Linked DNA regions of Mus musculus: region 2 is linked to region 1. A link is a contact called in public Hi-C data. All regions are on one chromosome and are shown on one strand. The core of a region is the stretch at or near the end of the contact, and the rest is flanking DNA. Distances in the headings are between cores, read along the strand shown. Region 1 overlaps Sphkap (SPHK1 interactor, AKAP domain containing). Region 2 has its middle 310 kb from the start of Sphkap.

Evidence for each region. A called contact is a pair of places that touch in the nucleus more often than the background predicts.
Region 2: a Hi-C map of cortical neurons shows a contact between it and region 1, with 2.2 times the contacts expected there. The contact joins two enhancer-like sites. A contact is called at or near these places in 5 of 484 Hi-C or Micro-C datasets (cortical neurons, embryonic stem cells and ventral hippocampal neurons).

The regions. Positions count from the first base shown.
Region 1 is chr1:83,342,446-83,349,046 of GRCm38.p6, reverse strand. All of the region lies in intron 3 of Sphkap (SPHK1 interactor, AKAP domain containing), which reads left to right. Among named protein-coding and RNA genes, the nearest start is that of Sphkap, 62 kb to the left of the region's middle. Within about 2 kb of position 3,141, at least 23 of the 459 cell types and tissues checked have an H3K27ac peak or open chromatin away from gene starts, as enhancers often do. A contact at or near this core is called in cortical neurons, where this site is marked.
Region 2 is chr1:83,713,477-83,720,077 of GRCm38.p6, reverse strand. No RefSeq gene overlaps it. Among named protein-coding and RNA genes, the nearest start is that of Sphkap, 310 kb to the right of the region's middle. Within about 2 kb of position 2,822, at least 3 of the 459 cell types and tissues checked have an H3K27ac peak or open chromatin away from gene starts, as enhancers often do. A contact at or near this core is called in cortical neurons, where this site is marked.

The sequences.
Region 1 (6,601 bases), core at 1,892-4,391:
TTTGCCAGTGGAAGTTGAAATTGATAAACTTATATAAATGCTTACTAGGTCCATGTAAATTTACTTTAATATTTAGTAGTGCTTATTCTTTTATGTGTTCACCCAGAACCCCCTCCCCAATAAAAACATAAAACCAAACATTTGTGTAAGTATTTACAACAGCTTTATTTGTACCTACCAAAAGATGTAAACAAACCAAGTGTCTTTCTAATCATAAATAGACATTTAAAAAAATCTCTGTATACCCAGAAACAAATTCTGATGGACAATAAAAGAAATTGCTAAATGCACCCAGTGGCACCATGAACTTGAAACTCATCATGTCGGGTTACATGAACTTGTCACAGTAAAGCCTCTATGTTATGAGATACATGTGACTTCCTGGAAAAGACAAGAGTCTAGAGGTGAAAATCAGATGAAATCTCAAGGGCAGAGTCTGGGTAGATATGTGTGATTTCAGAGTTTGGAAAATAGGGACACAAATTGGAACTGGAAGCTAGGTGTGTCTTCAAAGCACATTCTTCCATCTTGGTTTTGGTAAATTAAGAAGATTGAGAGACAAGAGGTATAAGAGGAGGCAAACAATTAAAACATGACTGGTTCTATGGGTTCCTGACTCACTCTACCACTTAACATTCCTATCTTAGAATATTCAGGCATCTCTAATAAAATGCCACATGTATACTATTATTGTTGTTATTCATTATTATTATTGTTATTATTTCATTATATTACTATTTTTACTATTATACTATGCAAAAGTGATGTTACTCACAGTCCCAGGTATGGAAAAGTCCATGGTGCAGATTGGGGCCTATTTTTTATCCTGAACAAAGTGGTGTGTCTGTATTCCACGGAGGATAAAAGGGATTATGGAGCCTCTTTAAGAAAGATGCTGATCCTCTTAATAAGGATTGAGCCCAGCTCAGCCATCACCCCGAACAGCACCACCTCTTAATGGAAACATATCAGGGGTTTGATTCCAACATGTAAGTTTAGAGGGATGCAAACATTCAGATGATAGAAACACTTAACCCTTACATTCTTTATCGCAGCATCATGTGGATTTCTCTATCATATGAACCATTAAGTTAAATATTCCAGTGCTCCTTTGTTTCTTGTTTTGCCTCCATAAATATAAAGGTCAGTTCTACACTATGCACAATATGCTACCCAGAGAACAATCCATAGCATGCAGGTTAAAAGCTTTGCTAACATTTAAAGTGCGGAAGAAGAAGAAGGAAAAAAAAAAAAAAACTTTGTAGAGCAGACATTGGGAATAGAAATAGGCAAAGAGGTGTTCCAGCTGGCACAGAACTAGCAAGCCAACAAAGCTAGAAGAGTTAACATCACTTCTGGGCTAGGAGTCAAATTTCCTTTAGAGTTTCAATTGGAGAAGGAGGGAGTTTGTATATAAACACAAAGACATGAAGAAGATGACAGCAGACCCAAGTGTCATAACCACTCGTAGAGGCCCATTGGCCTTGCAAACTTTATATGCCTCAGTACAGGGGAACGCCAGGGCCAAGAAGTGGGAGTGGGTGGGTAGGGGAGTGGGAGAGGTATGGGGGACTTTTGGGAGAGCATTGGAAATGTAAATGAAGAAAATAATTAATAAATAAAAAAGAAAATAAAAAAGAAAATTTGCTGACAGGACCCTGATATAGCTGTCTCTTGTAAGGCTATGCCAGTGCCTGGTAAATGTAGAAATGGATGCTCACAGTCATCTATTGAATGGAATACAGGGCCCCTAATGAAGGAACTAGAGAAAGTACCCAAGGAGCTAAAGGGGTCTGTAACCTTATAGGAGGAACAACAATATGAACTAACCAGTACCCCCCAGAGCTGTGTCTCTAGCTGCATATGTAGCAGAGGATGGCCTAGTAAGCCATCAATGGGAGGAGAGGCCCTTGGTCTTGCGAAGATCATATGCCCCAGTACAGGGGAATGCCAGGGCCAGGAAGCAGGAGTAGGTGGGTTGGGGAGCAGGGCGGAGGAGGGTATAGGGGGCTTTGGGGATAGCATTTGAAATGCAAATGAAGAAAATATCTAATAAAAAAAGGAAAAAAAAAGAAATCTGAAAAGAAGCAGGCTCCAGGAAAGGGTCAAAACTGAATCAGGAGAGAGGGCTGTGTCATTCTTCCAGGTGATGACTAAATCCCATGAGGCCCTGCAAAGAGAATGATTGCTGGAAGTGGAAGGGACAGTATTCCTCTAAGTACTTATGAGCACAATAGGGAAAATCAGTCTGGGGAAGGGGGCAATCCTCCCCAACTTTCCAAATATCTCTAGACAACTCAAATCTATCCACCTTGCGACACACCCATCAAGTGCAAGGGCTTTTGCTGCCTCTTGACCCTAGATAAAACTAGCCACTTCATTCTTGGACTATTTGGCTGGGTTTGACATTCCTCAAAGCACTTCCCTGCCTTCACATTCTTGGGACTACTTTCCAAAGATGCAGTTGGCTTTGTATGCATATTTTACTATATTTTGCCACAGGGCCTCACCTTGACCAGGCTGCCATTGCACTTCTAATCCTCCTACCTCTATCTCTCTCCTGCTGAGAATACAGTGGATGATGCTAGGTCAGGCTTCTTTATATTTTTCTCAGTGTCTCACTGAGTTCATTTGTGAGCTCAGTGAACATTTGCTAACTGACTGTTGGCTGTGGAAAGTAGAGAAGGAAAATTAAAACAAGGATGGCATATCACAAACAAAGGGGGAGAGAGAACTTGTCAGATGCTAGCAAGATCAAGAAACTGCTAAGATGGAACACAGATCCTATAAATTCCACTGCCTGCCTCTGCTAAGAGAAATCAGGTATCAATCAGCTGCCTATTTAGTTGGGTGATCTTGGTTTTGTAAACATCTTCCTATTTGGTCCCTGGAACAGCTTTCTCAAGTGGCATTGTTATCATCAAATGATGCAAGAACTGACTCTCAGAAGTCCATCAAATTGTCCAATTATACTTGATAGGTGCTTGAGATGAGGAGAGTGTGTTTTCAGTCCTTCCTCCAGATCTTAGAAGCTAAAGGCGAGCATCTTCTCCGATTTAAGTTACCAACCAAAGAAGCAGGCATTGCTCAGCCATGGTAGGACTGAGTCTAATTTGTGAGAGTCACTTCTTCCCTCTCTGTCTCATACCAAAGCTGAGGGCCTGCACCCTGCTACTGCCTGGTGAAATGAAAGCAGTTAGCTACACCGTGGAGCGGGAAGGTTTCTTTCTTTCTTATTCACAACACTCTTGGAACGTTCAGACAAGCTGCATCGTTATCGTTTTAGACTTGGGAATGCGCGGCACGCAGCGCGTTCATTATTAGCCCTCCATCTGAAATAGGCAAGCCTGGAACTAAAAATAGCAGATAACTAAACGAGCGGTGGAGAACCTGGTGAGTGGCTCTCTTTTCCCACTCAAAAAATGACTCGCTCAGCAGGAAGCTATATTCCTAACGCTTCAAAACATTAAATGTTCAAGCACATACTTTTTCCCAAGCACTTCTTATAGTTCTTTGTTCAAACCGTTAGACAAAAAAAAAAAAAGTTACAATTGTGCAACACAATAGGCCAAGTAATTTACTGAAGCTAGCATGTTTATTTTCTTTACTTGTTCTCTGATCAGTCTTTAAAAAAAATTCCCATATCATGTGTATAAGTGTGTGCCTGACTTTGTGTGTATGTGTTTATGTGCATCATGTATGTGTATGTTCCTATAAAGGTCATAAGAGGATTCCCTGGAAATGTAATCACAGACAGTCGTGAGCCACTTAATACGGATGCTGGAAGTAAATCCAAATCCTGTGCAAGAGCAGCGAGTGTGCTTAGCTTCAAAGCCTCCTCTCCACTTCCCTCCCTCCTCCCCTCTCCTTCCCCATTTTTTCCTCATTGTTTTTTTCAGTTTGTTTGGTGGAGACAGGGTTTCTCTGTGTAGCCCCAATGTCCTGCACTCTGCAGACCAGGGTGGTCTTAAATTCAGAGATCCCCCTGCCTCTGCCTCTGCCTCTGCCTCTGCCCCTGCCCCTGCCCCCTGCCCCCTGCCCCCTGCCCCCTGCCCCCTGCCCCCTGCCCCCTGCCCCCTGCCCCCTGCCCCCTGCCCCCTGCCCCTAATGGTCACTGCTACCGGGCTTCTCCCCACCCTCTTCAGCTTCTTATCGTTAGGAAGTGTGAAGTATGAAAGGGAAGATTACATTATGCTTCGTACAAGGGTAGTGTTTACCTCAGATAGCCTGATACTATGATTTTACTAAGAGAAATTGGGCCAGAAGCTAGGAGGGATTAAGAGTTAGCTGACAGAGAATCAGGACTGGCACACAACTTTCAACTAGGGTCCTTAACTTAGACCAGTTGACCCAAATGTAAGATGCATGAGACAACACTATCTCACAAAGATTCTGGCTTGCGTTGAGGCCCTGATATCTGAGAGGCTGGTTCTGATGCTACTTTTGTGTCAAACAATCCATGGGCCCCCGTGGTCAAGGGCAGAGAAAAGAATAACTTTCAAGATGGCTACCTACAGTTGGTCAGGTACTTTCAAATCTAGGAATTGTCTCATTGCATGTACATATGTTTGTTTCACATTGCAACCCACAAATCTAGAGATTTAATTCAAATAAGTGAGAGCGTTAGCTCAGAATTCCCAATGAAGTGTCATTTTTGTTAATTATTAATGTTAATGTAAGTAATTCTAATCGGGATAGGCAAATAGCTCAGTGATTAAAAAAAACAAACAAACAGAAACAAACCTTGGCACACGAGTATGAGGACTGAAGTTCAGACCCTCCCTCGGCACCTCTGCAAATGGCAGGGGCGTGGCAAACAGCAGTAATTCTAGCTTCAGAAGACAGAGGCAGGGCATCCCCCAGAGAAGCTGGCTACTGAGAGTAGCAATGTTGCTGATCTCTGAGTATCTTAGTCAGGGTTTCTATTCCTGCACAAAACTTCATGACCAAGAAGCGAGTTGGGGAGGAAAGGGTTTATTCAGCTTACACATCCACATTGCTGTTCATCACCAAAGAAAATCAGGACAGGAACTCACACACAGTAGGAACTTGGAGGCAGGAGTGGATGCAGAAGCCATGAAGGAATGCTGCTTACTGGCTTGTTTCCCCTGGCTTGCTCAGCTTGCTTTCTTATAGAACCCAGTACTACCAGCCCAGGGATGGCACTGTCCACAATGGGCCCTCCCACCATCACTAATTGAGAAAATGCCTTAAAGCTGGATCTCATGGAGGTATTTCTTCAAGGGAGGCTCCTTTCTCTGCAATAACTCCAGCTTGTGTCAAGTTGACACACAAAACTAACCAGTATACCAGGTTTGATTGAGAAAACCTGCCTGCCCCAATGAAGAGTGAGTAAAACAGCAACCAAGAATGACCAGTAACATCAATCTTTAGCCTCCATGTGCATATGCACCCATGTACATCATTTTACACACAGGCATACCAACAGACATGAAAAACATGCACATGTAAATACACAGACACAAAATTAGAAGGAAGGAAGGGAGGGAGGGAGGGAGGGAGGGAGGGAGGGAGGGAGGGAGGGAGGAAGGAAGGAAGGAAGGAAGGAAGGAAGGAAGGAAGGAAGGAAGGAAGGAAGGAAGGAAGGAAGGGAGAATGGATAATTGCTAAGCACAAGGAACAGGCAGGATAGCTTCACATCAGACATTCCCTTCTTAGCTACAGGAATTTCTAAGTGGTAAGTAACAAATGGTAGGCTGACCTGTGGAACTTCCCATCCATCACTGGGAAAGCGTGGCCACTTTGCATATCCTTAAAGGGCCAAGTAAACTGTAAATCAACTCCTCACCACTCCTCAGGCTGACATAGGAGAAAGATCAGTCAACCGCTGATGTGACTGTTGAAACAATTTGTTGTGACCACAATATTACAGACTTTCTGTCAGTCAGAATGTGAACAAGCAAGGTCTGTAGCCAAATTTTTGAAGAGTAATCTCTGAGATGATGAAGAGCTGATTCCGGTTAGACTATTTATTAAGCTGGACTGTAAAGCAGGATTAGCCAGCATGCTCAGCTGATGTCTGTGGTTTAAGCTCTGATGTTCCTAGGATGCAGAATTAATGAGTTTTTTGTTTCATTGATAGAGTTCCAAATCCTGGAGATCAAAGAAAGGCCAGGGACAAGCACGCGATACCAGTGGTCTAGTGATAGCTTAAATAGGCTTCAAACTATGATGCCTGTGAGAAATTACAATCTCATATTATCACTAAGTGGATTAATTCAAGCATGTCTTCCATACCACAGGAGTTTCTCTTTCTTAAAGGAAACTGTTACTCAGGAATCTTAACAAGGAAAATCTGCCCTTAAATGAAAGAACATAAAATGCATTTTTAATTTTAAAAAATTAGACAACAAAAGAAGTTTCAGAAACACTTGATATAAAACCATTTGAGAAGCATAGAAGGCAGCAATGTTCAGGGAACTGAAAAACAGACCCTTGGTGACCTCACAACTAAATCCAAGGTCAAGCTCTGAACCACGTGGAGCAGAAACCCAAAACCCACAAACCGTCTGAGCCTCGAGGTCTGTATCACCCAAACAGTCATGTCTGTGAAGACCTTTGTCTAAGAAATAGTAGCATT
Region 2 (6,601 bases), core at 1,573-4,072, 370 kb before region 1:
GATAATGTTTCATTCCCCTCCCTCAACTCTTTCCAGGTCTTTCTCCTACTGCCTACTCCTACCCAACTTTATTCTCTCTGTCTCTGTCTCTGTCTCTGTCTCTGTCTCTGTATCTCTCTGTTTCCCTCTCTCTCTTTGTCTCCATCTCCCTCTCTCTCTCTCTCTCTCTCTCTCTCTCTCTCTCTCTCTCTCTCTCTCTCTCTGTATCTCTATCTGTCTGTTTAATGGTCAATAGCTTCTTGTCTAGGGGTAGAAATTCAGGCCCATTCTGGGATATTGTTTGACTTGAGCTTATGCAGGTTTTGGGAATGCTCTCACAGTCTCTGTGAGTTCATGTATACACATCAGCTCTGTTGTGTCTAGAAAACTATACTTCATTAAGGCCAGCTACCACCTCTAGTTTTTACAGTCTTCCCACTCCCTCTTCTGTCCAACATGAATTCCTAGAAGGTGTAATAGTCAGGGTTTTCTGCAGTCACAGAACATATGGAATGTCTCTCTATATTGAGGGGATTTATTATGATGACTTACAGTCTGTAGTCCAACTAACCCAACAATGAGCAGCTGTGAATGGGAAGTCCAAGAATCTAGTAGTTGTTCAGTCCCATGAAGCTAGTTGTTTCAGCTGGTTTTCTGTAGAAGTAGATTCCAACATGTGCTGGCAAGAAAGTGCAAGCAGTCAAAGAAGAATGAATCTTCTGTCTTCCAATATCCTTATGTATGTCTCAAGCAGAAGGTGTGGCCCAGATTAAAGGTATGTGGCACCATGCTTGGATCTGGTACTTGCTTTGTACCAGGCTGACCTTGAACTCAGAGATCTCCTTGCCTTGGTCTCCTAGAATTAAAGGAGTTCACTACCTTGCCTGGGCTTAAGATTTTCATGGCCACTATGCCTCAAGATCTCCATATCAAGATCCAGGTCAGAAACTTGTGTCTTCCAGCCTCAAGGTCTGGATCACAGGTGTGCCTTCCAATTCTGGATTGTAGTTCATTCCAGATATAGTCAAGTTGACATCCAGGAATACCAATTACAGGAGGATTAAATAGGGTGGGGGATGGGAGGATAGGGCAGAGGAGGAGAAATAGGGAGGGATAACAACACAAAAAGCCATTTGCAAAAGCTATGTGGAAATTTACAACTGTAGAAGTTTCATAAAATATGTAGATATATTTAAAGGTGTTTAAATGGAGTTACCATGTAGTTGTGTAGCATTGGGGAAGAATATTCTAACTAGACATAATATGCTACCAAATTCAATAACATTTTATACTAGCAAATGATGATGAAGACCTGTTTCTAGTGTTTTTCTCCATGTTGCCCTTCCTTGGAATATGAATTAGAACTGTACAGTCTGGCTGTTAATGAACACTAATAACATATTGCCCCTGGAAATATGCTCCAAGGCCAAGAGAAAATACTGGACACCATCACAGGGTCGAATACATTACTGGCTCTAGGTATTCAAATGAGTGAAGAATTGTATTCATTATATGATGTGAACGCCTGTGGTGAATCTGTGATTGCTGATGGAAAGTTGACCAAGAATTTGGGAAACTCTACATAGGCTAATAGTGGGAAAAAATTCTTTGTCAGAACAAATATGATAAGAGCAATATGGCAAAGCAAATCTGGATAAATTACAGGTAGCCCAGGTGTGGTTCCACTGAATATACTAACATAGACTTAGGTTGTGACACTTGCCCACCCAACACAATCACCTAACAATGTATATTGTAGAAGGTACCCATCCTTAAGTTTTGCATGGCTAGTTAAGGAAATGGTGTAAGTCAGTAATAGATGCCTTAAAGAAAATGGGCAAGTTTCAAAAAAGTACCCAAGTATCGAAACTGAGCAAAGGAAATATACATAATCCAAATAAAATGAACAGCAATTATAGAAACTTAGATATAAACATCCAAGAAAAATATCATAGTTGAGGTTCCAATTCCTTTGCCTGTGGATTCTACCAAACATTCAGAAACCAGTGTTTGTACATGTCAGGCCAATTCAAAGCACTCGAAAGAAACATTTATATTCACTCAAAGAGCAGTATGTTTCATGAGCAGGGACTCCAAACTCTTAGCACATTCTAGAAAACCAAGCCAGCAACATATGTACAGAATTATGAACTACATTCATTTACAAGGACATGTTAAGCCTGAAAGATAACTTCTTTTTTCAAAGGATTGAGGATAATATGTCACTGATCTTAAACCTTGAAGGCATTTTCCTGCAGACCAGAGGCCCTGATGAGTATCTCATTGTTTGCTGCTTCACAGTAGTTGATTTGATTCTCTTTCAAACAAGATCATGAGGGAGTCTACCAGTCCATGTATTGTGGATTAAAGCACTAAAACTTTGGTTTAATCTCTCCTAGGACAAGCAGCAAGGGAAAACTTTTCAGAACTGCTGACTCTTGACATTTGACCCTGGAACCATTGAGTTAGCACCTACATTTTAAAAAAGAATCTTAATTCTGGCACACACATTAAAATCTGAGGAGTATTGGCATTTTATAGTTATATGTTTCTTGAAAAGGGCTGCAGAATGTTAGTACTCCTACCAAGCCCTGTACAATTCTTTCCTCTCAGACAAGAAACAAAAATTGCATTCTGAATTTTGTTTTGTTTAAAAAATATATATACAACAGATCCTGTTTGACATTCTTGGTTCAGGTTTAAACCTGTTTTTGAAGTGAAGAAGTTGAAGTTTTGGACTGTTGGTATCATTGGAGCCCTTATTTGGGAACTGTTTGGAGGCCAGGAGAGTCATATAGTGCAAATGTTGGGAGACTGTTTATCTGCTCATTTCTGCCATTGGCTTCTGAACATATTCTCACTGATCCTCCAGATGGCGCTAGGACCATATAGTTTCTAAAGGCATCTGCAGTCATAGGAAATTTTGACTTTCTCTCTCTCTCTCTCTCTCTCTCTCTCTCTCTCTCTCTCTCTCTCTCTCTCTCTCTCTCTCCCCTTCTCCTCTCCCCCCTCTCCCTCCTGTCCCTCCTCCTCCTCCTCCTCCTCCTCCTTCTTCTTCTACTTCTTCTATGTAGTACTTTAATTTCATGAGGCAATAATCAGAAATGCACATATAACACATTTCCCCCTGTCTCAGCTACCTCTTCTGTATTTTACATGAAAAAGTGTGGAATATATTTAATGTTCATTTTTATGAAAAGCTTGGTTGTTATTCATAATAGTTCAGTTTTTATTTATTTTTTATTTCTTGAGACAGCGTGTCCAGCTCAGGTTGGCCTTGAACCTAACCCTAACCCAGTCCTAACCCTACCTAACTCTACGTAGCTGAAGGTGAGCTTGAATTTCTTATCCTCTTGACACTATCTCCCCAGTACTGAGGTTACATGGTGAGCACCACCACACCATCTTTATGCAGTGATGGGATCAAACCATGCATGGGCTTCATATATGGTAGCCAAACAATCTACCAACTAAGCTATATCCCCAGCTACATTCCAGTCTTCAAAACACTTATACGAGATTCTAAAGCATTCTACATTCCTCATTGTATGTCAACTTTCAAATGTAAGTTCCCAGGATATGCTATCCAATATCAAACATGGTAGCCAAATAATCATCACAGACTTAGCATATACTATTAGTGGTAAACCAGCATGACCTACAGCAGAGATTTGGGGAGGAGTGATTTTAGTCTTAACTGTGTTCCTAATTGGGGTATATGTTCTATTGTTTATCTTCACATTTATAATTTAATTACAACATTTGTTTCTTCCCTTTCCTCCTCCAAAGCCTCCCATCTATGTCCCTCACCCCAAACAGGCATTCTTAAACTTTACCAACTTACATTCCTTTGTCATGACCAATACTCCTGGACATTCGAAGTATGGTTGATATTGCAAGCCCCTTGAGATGAGAGTGTGCAAGACCCACCCCTGAGTACCTCCAACCAGGAGACTCCATGTATAAGACATTCTAAAGGCTTCAGAGGCCAGGTCCCCTCCCTCCAGAGACAGGCAGCCAAGCTCCACCCTCCAGAGTAAAAAGTCCAAGCTCAGAGCTTGAAATCCCAATAATCTTCACTTCCAAGAAACCCTATATAAATCCTGTCTTCTGTTCTCACCCAAGCAGAGGCAGTCACCCTTCTGAGTTTTCCCCCTTCCATCAAGTCTCATGTGTGAGGTTGCTTGTACAGTACGACTCTGGTATTTCCTGGCTCCCAATCGACTACCAGGATATCTTTGCCTTCAGAACTGTACCACCTGCATTGGGAAAACCTCCTTCCTCAGAGATGTAACACTTCCTCTGGGGAAGCTTTAACCCTTAGAGCTGTAACACAGATAAACCCAGTGGGATTCCACCGGAGAAAAGTGATTTTTTTTTTCCTCCACCAGCAGGTATCCATTGCTGTAACTTCTTGGTTGGGGGTGGGACCCTGTGTCCACTTCCCCCTCTCAGTACTGGGACCCTGTCTGGCTTCAACATTTGTTTTTGTTTGAAAGCCATGTGGCTTGCATGGAGATCTTTATCTGTTGCACATTCCAGTGATTCTTATTTTATTTATGCTTTTATCTTTGGAATCGATTTACATTTCAGTGTCCATGAAAGCAAATTTAAAACTAAATCATTTGAGCAGTGATTCCACTGAGAGGAAATGCTCACCTCTGATTCTCCTGTTTCTTTTAAGCAAGGAATCTCTGTTCCCAGAAAGGGTGAGGGTGGAGGAGAATGTCAGTTTCTTCAATTCAATCCCTTTTGGTCTTTGATCAGGAGAGGGAGAATGACTTTTTTTTTTTTTTTTTGATTGGTCACGCTGGGTGGGAGATAGCCAATTAGCTTTTACCTCTCAGTCCCTTTAAGATGTTCTGCCACCTTGTGAAAGTTTTTGAGAGCACATATTCGGGGATGGTTTTCTGCACTGTGTATTCCATTGCTGATTTCTATGTCCAGAGATCAGTTTACAGTTGCATGGTCCTGGGTTTTGATCCATCTCCTATATCTATGTTGTGTAAAGAACACTCATCAGTGATCTCTGATTGGTTAGTTAAGAGCTCATCAGCCGATGGACTGGGAAGGGTATTCAGTACTTCAGATCCTAGTGGGCAGGGTCACAGAGAGACCAGAGAGGAAGAGAAGGGACCATGAGGCAGAAGGTCCCTTTGGAGTCATGATGAGCAGGTAGGTTGTTAAGGGATTCACCAAGAGGACACGCATGTACAGAGCAAGCCAGGGCAAGACACAAACTGCAAGTAGCACTGGACCTTTGGCTGGGAAGTAGATAGCGTAGAGAGTTAGAACAGGTGAATATCTGCCCAGTCATAGTGCTTAAGACGTGTTAATAAACTTAATAGATCTTTTTGTCAATTATTTGAGAGCTAAAATGAGAACAGATAAGGCTATTGTACTTAAATTTCTGGCTACAGGCACAGAGTTCTGCTGACTGGCCCATCTTATCCAAATATTTCAGAAAGCCACATTGGGTTTTTGGTTTCCAGGTGGCAGACAACATCAGCTTCAACTTCTGAGCCCTAGGTACTTAGATGCCTGGAGGCTTCTGTGGGTTATAAGCTGATATGATGATTTGCAATGAAGCAAGTGGAGATATACCCAGAACTTAGGACTTCGTGGGCCTGAGGCAGAGAGAGGGATGTAAGAGGAAGGCCTCCAATGGGTTGGCTCAATGGGTAAAGGAGACTTGCAGCCAAGTCTGGTGGCCTGAGTTTGACCTCTGGGGTCCATAAGGTAGAAGGAAAGAGCCAAACATATGCATGTGCACTGTGGCACGTTCACTCTCAGTCCAACAAACAATGAAACCACAAATCTAAAACTTATACTGAGAGAGAAGGGAGAAGCAGAGGAGAGAGTTCACTTAAATGCACATGTCTGAAGCCCATGCGTGTCATCGCTTGCAGCAAGACCCAGTGCACAGAGCACTCTGGTTTTCTTAGTTCCTACAACAACAAAATCCCATCCAATTAAAAATCAGCCACAGATGGAAGTAGGTCAAACAGAAAGCTGGGATCAAGGGCTATCTTTATTTATCATTAAAGAGACTGCCTGGTGCTAAGCTAGTGGGCCTCAGGTGCACAGCAGGAAAATCTATAAAGTTCTCTAAAAACCTAAGTTTCTCTTCTTTGTCTCCTGTCCTTGCATCTGAGACCTTCAAAAAGAACAACAAGAAAAACACCAAAACCAAAACCAAAACATTTCAGTTAAAAAACTTGAGTCCAGAGCTTTGCAAAAAAAAAAAAAAAAAAAAAAAAAAAAAGGTTAACAACATTGTGTCCTCCTTAAAACAATGCTTATTAAAGTTCTCTCTGAGAGGGAAAATGTGTTTCAAATGTTAATTAATTCAACTTCTTATAAATCTTGACAGGAAAAATAGCCAGACTGCCGCCCTCCTCCCCCACCAGAGATGTTTTTTTGCAGGAAATGCTGAAAAGAATTATCTTAGAATAATCAGTTATTTTGGTCAGAGGCTACTGGCAATATTCACACTGTGCATTTTTAACAGCAACTTCAGGAGGAAAAATGTGAAGGTAAATAAAGCTTTTCCTGTGTCCTTCCTTTGGTAAAGCTTATCAGATGACCCCTTCCAGAACTTGAAGGGAGCACTTGGGTATTT